Regions from separate parts of the Oryzias latipes genome. Here region 2 is linked to region 1. A link is a contact called in public Hi-C data. All regions are on one chromosome and are shown on one strand. The core of a region is the stretch at or near the end of the contact, and the rest is flanking DNA. Distances in the headings are between cores, read along the strand shown.

Region 1 (4,605 bases), core at 1,062-3,561:
CTTGAATTGATACGAGATAAAAAGATAAAAAAATAAGTGAAATACCAAAATCTTATTGCACTAAGTAGAACCAACTAAACTTATTTTTGGGATCTCAGTAAGGGAGACCATTTGTCAAAATAGCATTATTGATAAGGGTTGTGCATTATAGGAGTGTCATTAATCTATTCACTCTTTCTGCTCTTCTTTCCTTTATTTTCATTTTTCTAGTTCCATTAAGTTAGAATTTGCAAATATTAACGAATATTTAGTGGTACTTATTCCTTTTACATTTTATACACGACTGAATATAAAATAATAAAGGTAATGTTATTACCTTTATTATTTTATATTCAGTGTCAAAAAAGACTACTGAAAAATAAACAGCGAAAAAGAAAACAGATGTCTGAGTCAAATTGGTTCCATCCCTCAAAATAATTATAATAAGTATTTAAATATTACCCAACTAAATTAATATGGATAGCTGATAGTTTGATAAATAGAAATAACGGTTTTTTTATGTAAATGTATTTCCGTCTTGTCTCCACTAGATGTCACTATTTTCCTTCAAAACTTAAGTAGATTTTTTCAATTAGAAACTTCCACAACAAACTCAACAAATACATTACATTTTTTCTGTTGTTTTGTTCATTTCCTTCATTTTTTATTTTATTAATTTTTTTTGGAGCAGCTTTGAGAGTCCTGTCCTTAATTGTAACTACAGCTTCACCTTTTCTGATTGACTATCTAGGATTTAGGTTTAAAATAATTTTGTTTAAATTCTATCACTTTAGTCGACCCATATTTCAGAAAACAGATGCAAATCATCACTTTGTAGAAAGATTTAAAAATGGATTTTTATTTGTAATGAAGAGGAGTGTATTTAAAAAATAATAATATTTAATAATGAACTTCCATATCTTCCCAGTGGAAATTTTTCTTTCCTAAAAAAAGAGGAGTTCAAATCAAACACATTTAGTTTGAGATTGTCAGGAGTTTTTTTTTGTTTTCTAACTGGGTTTTCAATATTTACTCTGTCTTTCATAACGCCACATTTTTGTCCTACTTTTGTTCCTTTTCTGTGGAACATCATCCTCCCCCTGCTGCTGCCACATCCATCAAGTATAAAGGCCTTATCCCTAAAAACTGTAACTTGTTTTTTGTTGCAAAATGACTTTTCATACTTGACCCTGGTGCAATCCTATGGTGGATAAAGGTGCAGAGGATTTCATGTAATCCATGGACACCAGTGAAGATCACAAATCATTGAAGAAAAAACGTTCAGCGCACTGTCTAGTGGGTCTAGATGACCCCACTCCCGATATCAGAGTGCCTAGGATAGAACAAGGGTTAAGTAAGTAAAGATAAAAGATTTCACAAGATAAAAACATTCTGTATTTTCTGCTTGAACCTATTGTATACAGTGTGCTTTTATTTCAATGTTATGTCTGTTTGTGCATCTAGTTTAAATGAACATCTGTTTAGATTCCTCACAGGAAGAACTTGGTACATGCAGAACACAGAACCAACACTAGAGGTCAGGCTTCTCTGAGATAGCGGTCCAGATGAGAGCTTCGCAGAGGAACTTGAAACTGGAGTCATCCCAGTTTGAATCTGACTTAAAGTTCATTGAAACAGTTCAAAGAAGCTGGGACTAACTTCAGATCAGGGGCGGAGCTAGCAGGGCGGGAGAGGGGCAGTAGACTTTGGAATGGTGGCAAATGAGAAAAGCAGAGGTAACGGCCATTACAAATAAAAAATACATACTTCAAACTATTTTATTATTATTACGAATGTTAAAACAGCTTTTCTTTTAACCAATGTGCTATTTCTAATGCTTAAAGAAGCTTGTTTTGATGATTTATTAATATTTGTCAATGAAAATACTAATATTGACTCAAAAATTAGAGGGGCGGACATTTTGCGGGGGAGGGGGGCAGCCTTGTCCCCTGTAGCTCCGCCCCTGCTTCCGATTATTTTACTATTTTTATCTGATTGAAAAATGTATTCTTATAAATGGGTGATAAGACTTGTTTGGGTGAAAAAAATACATTTTAAACTTTTTACTTCACCTAGGGTCAGCTTTTTTGTCACAAATCATCACACTTGTTGGTCAAATTTAAATTTTCTGGCAAAATCAAGATGCAAATATCAGGGATTGATGAGAAAAACAAACTAACAAACAATTTTTTTAAAGCCAAAACTAACCCAAGATGTTTCGTGAAATACTCTAACAAGTGTATTTGAAGAAGATTTAAATTAATAAAAGAGCTTTAATGAGCCAATCAAAACGAACTGGGAAGGGAAATATCCAGCAGGATCCATAATCGATGATTGAACATTAGTCCCGTTGAGAGGCGGGTGCGGAGTAGGAAGGGGGGAGTCACAAGAGGAAGAGGAGGAGGAAGAGAAGTGGGGTGTGCGGAGGGGCGGTGAGGAAGAAAATAACGGCGCATCCTCGCGGCTCAGCAGCATCCCGACCACGCCGCCGCAGTTCGGAAAGTCCTGCCAAGTTTTCTCCAGAGAGGCCGCCGCGCGCGCGTGCCGCGGCCGATGGAGCCGCGCGCCTCCGAACTTCCAGCTCCGCGGTACTTTTCCAGGGAGAAGTACGAGAGTGAGCGCCGCGCGCCTTGACACGGATAGGAACCCGCGCGGCCCGGACTGGTTCCGTCTTTCTGACGAAACTTTCCGAACCCAGACTTAGCTAACCATAAGAGACAACACGAAGCACAAGCAAAGGGGTGAGTCGAACTTTTTCCCGGAGATTTTGATAAGATTTAGATTTCCACTTTAAAAAAAAAAGGTAATTTGCTTACTTTTTAAAAAGAATATATATATATATATATATATATATATATATATATATATATATATATATATATATATATATATATATATATATATATATAATGCTCATATCAGGATAAAAATAAAATATAAGATATATAGAGATAGAAAGGATTAATTGAGTTTGTGCAATGATGGGAATTATATTTATAGCTGTTAAAATGCTGCTTAATCAGGTCACTGATGGTGATTCATTTTTTCAAAAACTGCATTATTTACATATTTTCACAGTTTCAGGGTCTAGCAGCATCTCTACGTGGCTGGACATTATAAAAAAATTACAATACTCATTTTATAGGGAGCAGAAATTGATGTTTGCATCAAAAAGACTTTCAAATATTTACTTGTTAGTCCAAATATGAAATCTCATTTCTGGTGTTTGTGAAGGTGGAACATCTCCTCTGCCTGGAGCTGCTGCGGCTTTTCTCTCCGCCTGAAAGGCCGCCTGCGTTCATTTGCATCAGAAAAAAGTTTTAGTGCATTTGCTTTTGTGCAGGATGAAGAGTTCCAGCAGTCAGGGAGCAAAAGGGGGGGGGGGGGGGGGCTGAAAAGATGTGAGGAAATAATGGGGCCCTTCACATTATTCAGGATGACATGAAGGGGGGGCTCCCAAACCTGTGAAGGGATGTCACTTTCATCCAGCGCTGCCGTTTTCACACAAGCCCGCCCTGCGCCCGTCATTACCGGCCCTGCTGCGGGTTCTCCCCAAAAATCTGCGCAGAGTTTAATGAGAGAAAAGAAAGAATAACACGCGGGGGCTGCACGGGGAGAAAGGCATGCGGGCGGCCACGGGGGCGCGATAAATGGGAATTGGAAGTGAGTAAAACACCCCGCTGTGATGACTCAAAAGTCTCTTATCCCACAAAACAACAAGTCCGCACCAATTACAGCATGTGGCCCCGGGGCCTTGCCGCAGGATCCTTGAGCAGAATAGCAGCATCAGTGGATTTAGAGAAGGGGTGGCAACGAATCCACAGATGTCAGACCTGCTAAAACACATCAACCATCAAGGAATCCACTCAGTTCACCTTTAAACTAAACCAGAAAGCATCGACGCGGGGGCTCGTCCGGGATCATTTGACTCATTTTGGGCGTTAATCATAAGAAGTAAAAGATTTTTTTGAAATGAAGTCATCTCATCCGACCTTTTTTCATCATCTTTCTGATCAAAATTTTGTCTCACAAATGAAACAGCTAAAGGTTGTTGTCAGACTTGTGAGGTTTGCTCGGTGAAACTAGCGTTTGTGTGTAAATGAGCTCGAGTGAAGCTGGTAGAAAAGTGCAGACAAATGTTTGTGTTGCGTTCACGCCGTCGGGGCCGGACCCTCACGCCTTACTTCCTGTGGAGTGTTTAGATGACGGCCGCTCTGGTTTCATGAGTAAGTGGATTACAACTGTTTAGTTTTCTGGCCGACCCCGACTAATCGCTGGCAAACAGTCTGGGGAGTGAAAACAGGATGATTATTTTGACAGCAACGCTGTAGAAATAAGGAAGGCTGGAGGAGCTCATAAATTCTGCAACTTTGTCAAACACGCACCCTTGTGCGCATGCACGTGTGCACACACACACACACACACACACACACACTCTGCTTTATAAACATTTATTTTTAGAGTCACTCTGAAGATCTTCATCCAGCAGATCTTCCTTAAGATCAGACAGAGGAAAGCAGCCATCATACAGCAGCAATTACACATGATGAAAACACGCCTTTGTTCATGAAACGCAATCACACACACACACCGACACACACACACTAAGGACCAGTAGACATGTGA
Region 2 (4,605 bases), core at 1,168-3,667, 180 kb before region 1:
ATCCTCGTGTTTGTGGATGAAGCTGTGGATGAAGCTGGCCTTAATATTATTGCCCACTGGGCCACGGTGGATGTCCCAGGCCAGCGAGGGGGCAATATAACTATGTGTGCTGGCATATCTGAGAATGGTGTGGCCAACCACATCCCCAGTCTTGGCCCATACAATACACAGAAGCTCCTCATCTTCTTGGACCGCCTTCATTTTGATTTGATCCCTGAAAATGAGAGAGATCTCTTAGGGCCTCACCCACCACTATATGTTATTGTACGGGACAATGTGAATTTCCACCGTGGCCCGCTCACAGGGCCTGGTTCACTACTCATCCAACGATGGTCATAGTGTTCCTTCCACCTTACTCTCCTTTCCTCAATCCTATTGAGGAGTTTTTCTCCGCTTGGAGGTGGAGAGTGTATGAGCATAAGGCTCAAGATCAGAAGTCCCTGCTCCATGCAATGGATGCTGTGTGTGAGGATATTACTTGAGATCAGTGTAGGGGATGGTTACAACATGCACGCCGTTTCTACTCTCGTTGCATCACAAGGGAGAATATACGCTGTGATGTGGACGAGAATCTGTGGCCATACAGACAGCAGCGTGTGGACGGCCAGCAGGGTGAGGACGATGGCCAGGAGAAGGAGGGTGAGGACAGCGACCAGTGAAGAACTAGTTGTGAAACTCAAGCATCCTTTACAGCACTGTAGGCTGCATATCATTTTCATTGTTTTTTGTTTGTGTGTAATTATAAAGTACATTATAGATAGATAGATAGATAGATAGATAGATAGATAGATAGATAGATAGATAGATAGATAGATAGATAGATAGATAGATAGATAGATAGATAGATAGATAGATAGATAGATAGATAGATAGATAGATAGATAGATAGATAGATAGATAGATAGATAGATAGATAGATAGATAGATAGATAGATAGATAGATAGATAGATAGATAGATAGATAGATAGATAGATAGATAGATGACTTTATTAATCCCACAATGGGGAAATTTAATTTATCTGTGACAGCAACACGGCATTCAGAAATAATCTATATAATATAACATCAATAAAGGACATCACATTGACAAATGACAAATGACATTTATATTAAATAATTAAAAATATTACTAAAATTATTATGAAAAAATTATTATCAAAAATTAGATTCTTATTAAATAAAGAAATAAATATTAAATATTAAATAAATACAGCTGCAAAAGTGTAAAAAACATGCGGTCTGCAAAACATGTAAACTGTAAAAAAACATTACAAATTTTTTCAAAATACAGAAATAACTAATGAAGTTCACACCAAAAACAAAAACAAACAACTGTTCAGGAATAAAAATATATGCTGTATACATTTTCTTTTTACTCTGATGTATGAAAGTTACTTTATGTGTGTGAATGATAACGGTTACGATTTCCTTGGCAGTATGAGTGTAATGTGTGCTGGTAAACCTAAGAGGCTACTCTTAACCTAAAATCCTTTTTCTTTTTTTCCGTTTTATACAAAACTGTATTCTGTTAACTATACATAAACAGTACAGTAAACATTGTCAATGGTTCAACATTGATGGTAATGTTGATCAATTTCTATGTTTCTGACAGACCTTTCCTTAATTTCTCCCTCTTCGCAAAAGGTTTGGACCAGGGGTCACCAACCCTGTGCCCGCGGGCGCCAGTGCACCCCTTGTGGCGCCCGCAGGGAATGCACCCAAAAAAAATATATTTTTTTTTTTTATTGAAGCAAATATTCAACAAACAACCACGGCATGTCTGTCAATGACAACAATATCAATTCTGAGATAAAGGTAGACAAAGAAAACCATTAATGTGAGGATTAATATTCCTGTCTGTTTTTATTTACATTTATGTTTAAAAAGTTAAAATAAAGTTAAAGTTTTAAAGGTTTAAAAGTTTATTTTTAGTGTGTTCAATAAATATTTATCTTGTCCGGCTGCAACCTAAAGTCTGTTTTGAAATTAGGCTCCCTCTGCAACTGAGTTTGACACCCCCCCCCCCCCCCGTAATACGAGTCTAGAAAATTCATGCATGTTTTTGTGTGTAAAATGAGCAAATAAAAATAGGGCACACAAAAGGAAGTCCTCAAATTGTGTTGTTTTTTTTTGGGGGGGGGGGGGGCTAGGAGGTTTTTAGTGGCGCCCTTCATACCACTTGGTGCCCATGAAATAGCCCTCGGTCTCAAAAAGGTTGGTGAACCCTGGTTTGGACACCCTGTGTGAAGTAACCCTTGTGCTATCCTGGGCACTTTAACATTGGGAGTTGGGTCATCTAGACCCACTAGACAGTGCTCTGAACCTTTTTTCTTCAATGATTTGTGATCTTCACTGGTGTCCATGGATTACATGAAATATTTCCACCTTTATCCACCTTTGTCATGGTAGGGAGAACATGTCAATGTAAGGGTGGGGTCATCTAAGATAGCACAAGGGACAAACAGTAGAAAGCTCAGTTTACCAGCTTCTTGAGGCGCTCACTGATGCATGTTGTAGTTTGCGTGTTTGGATCAAAGATGGCGCCATTTCCCCACTTTTCACCCTGATGTCAGGATCCGGAGCCGCTGGAGTGTTTAGGAGTTCACTTCCTCAACTTTTAACCTTGCATCTTAAATCTCTGAGCCAAAGAGTTTGCCATCATGAGGATTCAGACGCCTTGTGTTGTTGGAGGAGTGTGCCGGCGGTGGAGGTGGCGGGGGGTCTGGACTCCTCAGTCAAAGCAGTCAGCAAGGGTCAGAGGTCGACGCAGCTCTCGTGCCGTGATGGCCGGATTTGGTTTTGCAGTTTTTACTAACAAATGTCTGGAACGTCAAGCAGTGTCACTCGACCTCAGCGGGTCGGATCGTGTTGCATGAAAAAACGCACCGGGACATTTGAATATGGAGATCGTCCGGCCTGAGAGCTCCAGATTCAGGGCCTTTGTCGCTTTGTCATGTTTTAGTTTCAATCAAACTCTGACATGGGGAAACAGCGGGAAGTTACATCCTTTTCCAACAGACAGGGGAACTTTGAAGGACGCATATTAAAATCAAAAGAATGAATATTGCAATTGGTGCCAAACTGTAGCTGGAATAGGGTTGACGCAGAAGCTTCATGACTGAGTTTCCGGGAACTTTACTCCACAGTTTGGAAAATATTACAAAGCCAATTCCCCTTTCTAATATTTGGGAAAAGCTTTTTTTTTTTTTTTTTTATCTTATTTGTCCGTTTTGTAAATAAAAGCCACACAGCCACCTCTCATGCCCCAGTGATCAGACACTGCACCTTAATTTCTCCGCTTTTTAACTTTTGGATTTTCAAACTAAATCCTTATTGTTTGTTTGTGTCATTTTATTAAAGACAAGTGTTTCTAAACTGGAAAATGTAGTAATAACTAGACCAAAACTTTTTTTACAGTTCAAGTTGCTTTTTAGTTTTTGCATAAATGAAAAAATGCATAACCAATGTATATTTTGCACTGTAAAGCTAAATGTGATTTGCCTCCTCAAGAAAATTGAAATCTGAAAGTATTAAGGTTCAAATCTGAAAAGCTTCTCTTTCTTTTTTTTTTAAAAATAACCTCAATGTCAGCCAGTCTCATTAAATCTGGAGGCTGAGTGTAGTAACCTTGTCAGAGATAAATCAAATTTCTTTGTTACTATTCTTTCCCCCCAAATATAGTAAATTCACAAACAAAATAAATGTTCCAAGAGCAGAAGGATTTTAACAGTTGCTACTCTGCACAGTTTTGTCATTTTCACAATGCAGAATTTGGATTTCATTTGTCCCATAGCAGACATCAGCATCAGCAGGAGTTTTGTGCTAGAAAGTTGAACTTAAAATATGTGTTAACAAATAAAGATTTTTTTCCACTGATTATTAAAAATGAACAACTCCCAAAGGATATTGACGTCTGCAATTTAACTGCCATTTGAGGGCGCGTTGGTAATGCCAAACTCTGGCCTTACGGAAAGGTTCAAATCCCAGCTGGGACCTTTCTGTGTGGAGTTCTCCTTGAGCGTGTGCGGATATCCCCCACTCCGGCTACCTCCCACAGTCCAAAAACATGCTTCATAGGACCTGTTTAGGGTGTATCCTGCTTTTGCCCAACAGTAGCTGGATAGGCTCCAGCAACTCCGTGACCCTGACAAGGATTCTGCAGGTTCTGAGGATATTTCAGAGCTTCTCACACAGACATTGTACACCACTGTTTTCCTGGCAGTTGATCATGCGCGCCGGTGTTTGTTGTGTGACGGGGGTGTGGCTCCACGCACACGCTCAGGCTGACAGCGAAGGGGTTCCTCAGGGAGAGCTGCTTTGCCCCGCCCACAGTGTAAAGTATAAAACTTTTGGGTGCGCAACGCCTCGAGTCTTACAAAACGCCAGGATGGAGACGCTCCTGCGCGCGCTTTCTGGCACAGCTCCCTCTTCTCCTCCTTCTCTTCATCAGACCGGGATTTCCCACCCGGGACGCTCAGGCTTGTAGAGACAGAGAGAGAAAAAAAACACAAGTGAGGAAGAGGATGGTGCCTGTGCACACAGGATGCTGTTGCGGAATTTGGATCTGGTTCTGTGGAATAATATGTTGACAGATCCGGACGACT

What was found. A called contact is a pair of places that touch in the nucleus more often than the background predicts.
Region 2: a contact with region 1 is called in a Hi-C map of embryo, with 3 times the contacts expected there. The contact joins the promoter of inhbb here to the promoter of gli2 in region 1. A contact is called at or near these places in 5 of 5 Hi-C or Micro-C datasets (embryo, fibroblasts and gastrula embryo).

Annotation. Positions count from the first base shown.
Region 1 is chr2:10,606,593-10,611,197 of ASM223467v1, reverse strand. gli2 (zinc finger protein GLI2) reads left to right here and starts at 2,311. Exons shown (of 14, transcript XM_023964285.1): 1 at 2,311-2,720.
Region 2 is chr2:10,782,864-10,787,468 of ASM223467v1, reverse strand. inhbb (inhibin beta B chain) reads left to right here and starts at 2,417. Exons shown (of 2, transcript XM_020707922.2): 1 at 2,417-4,605.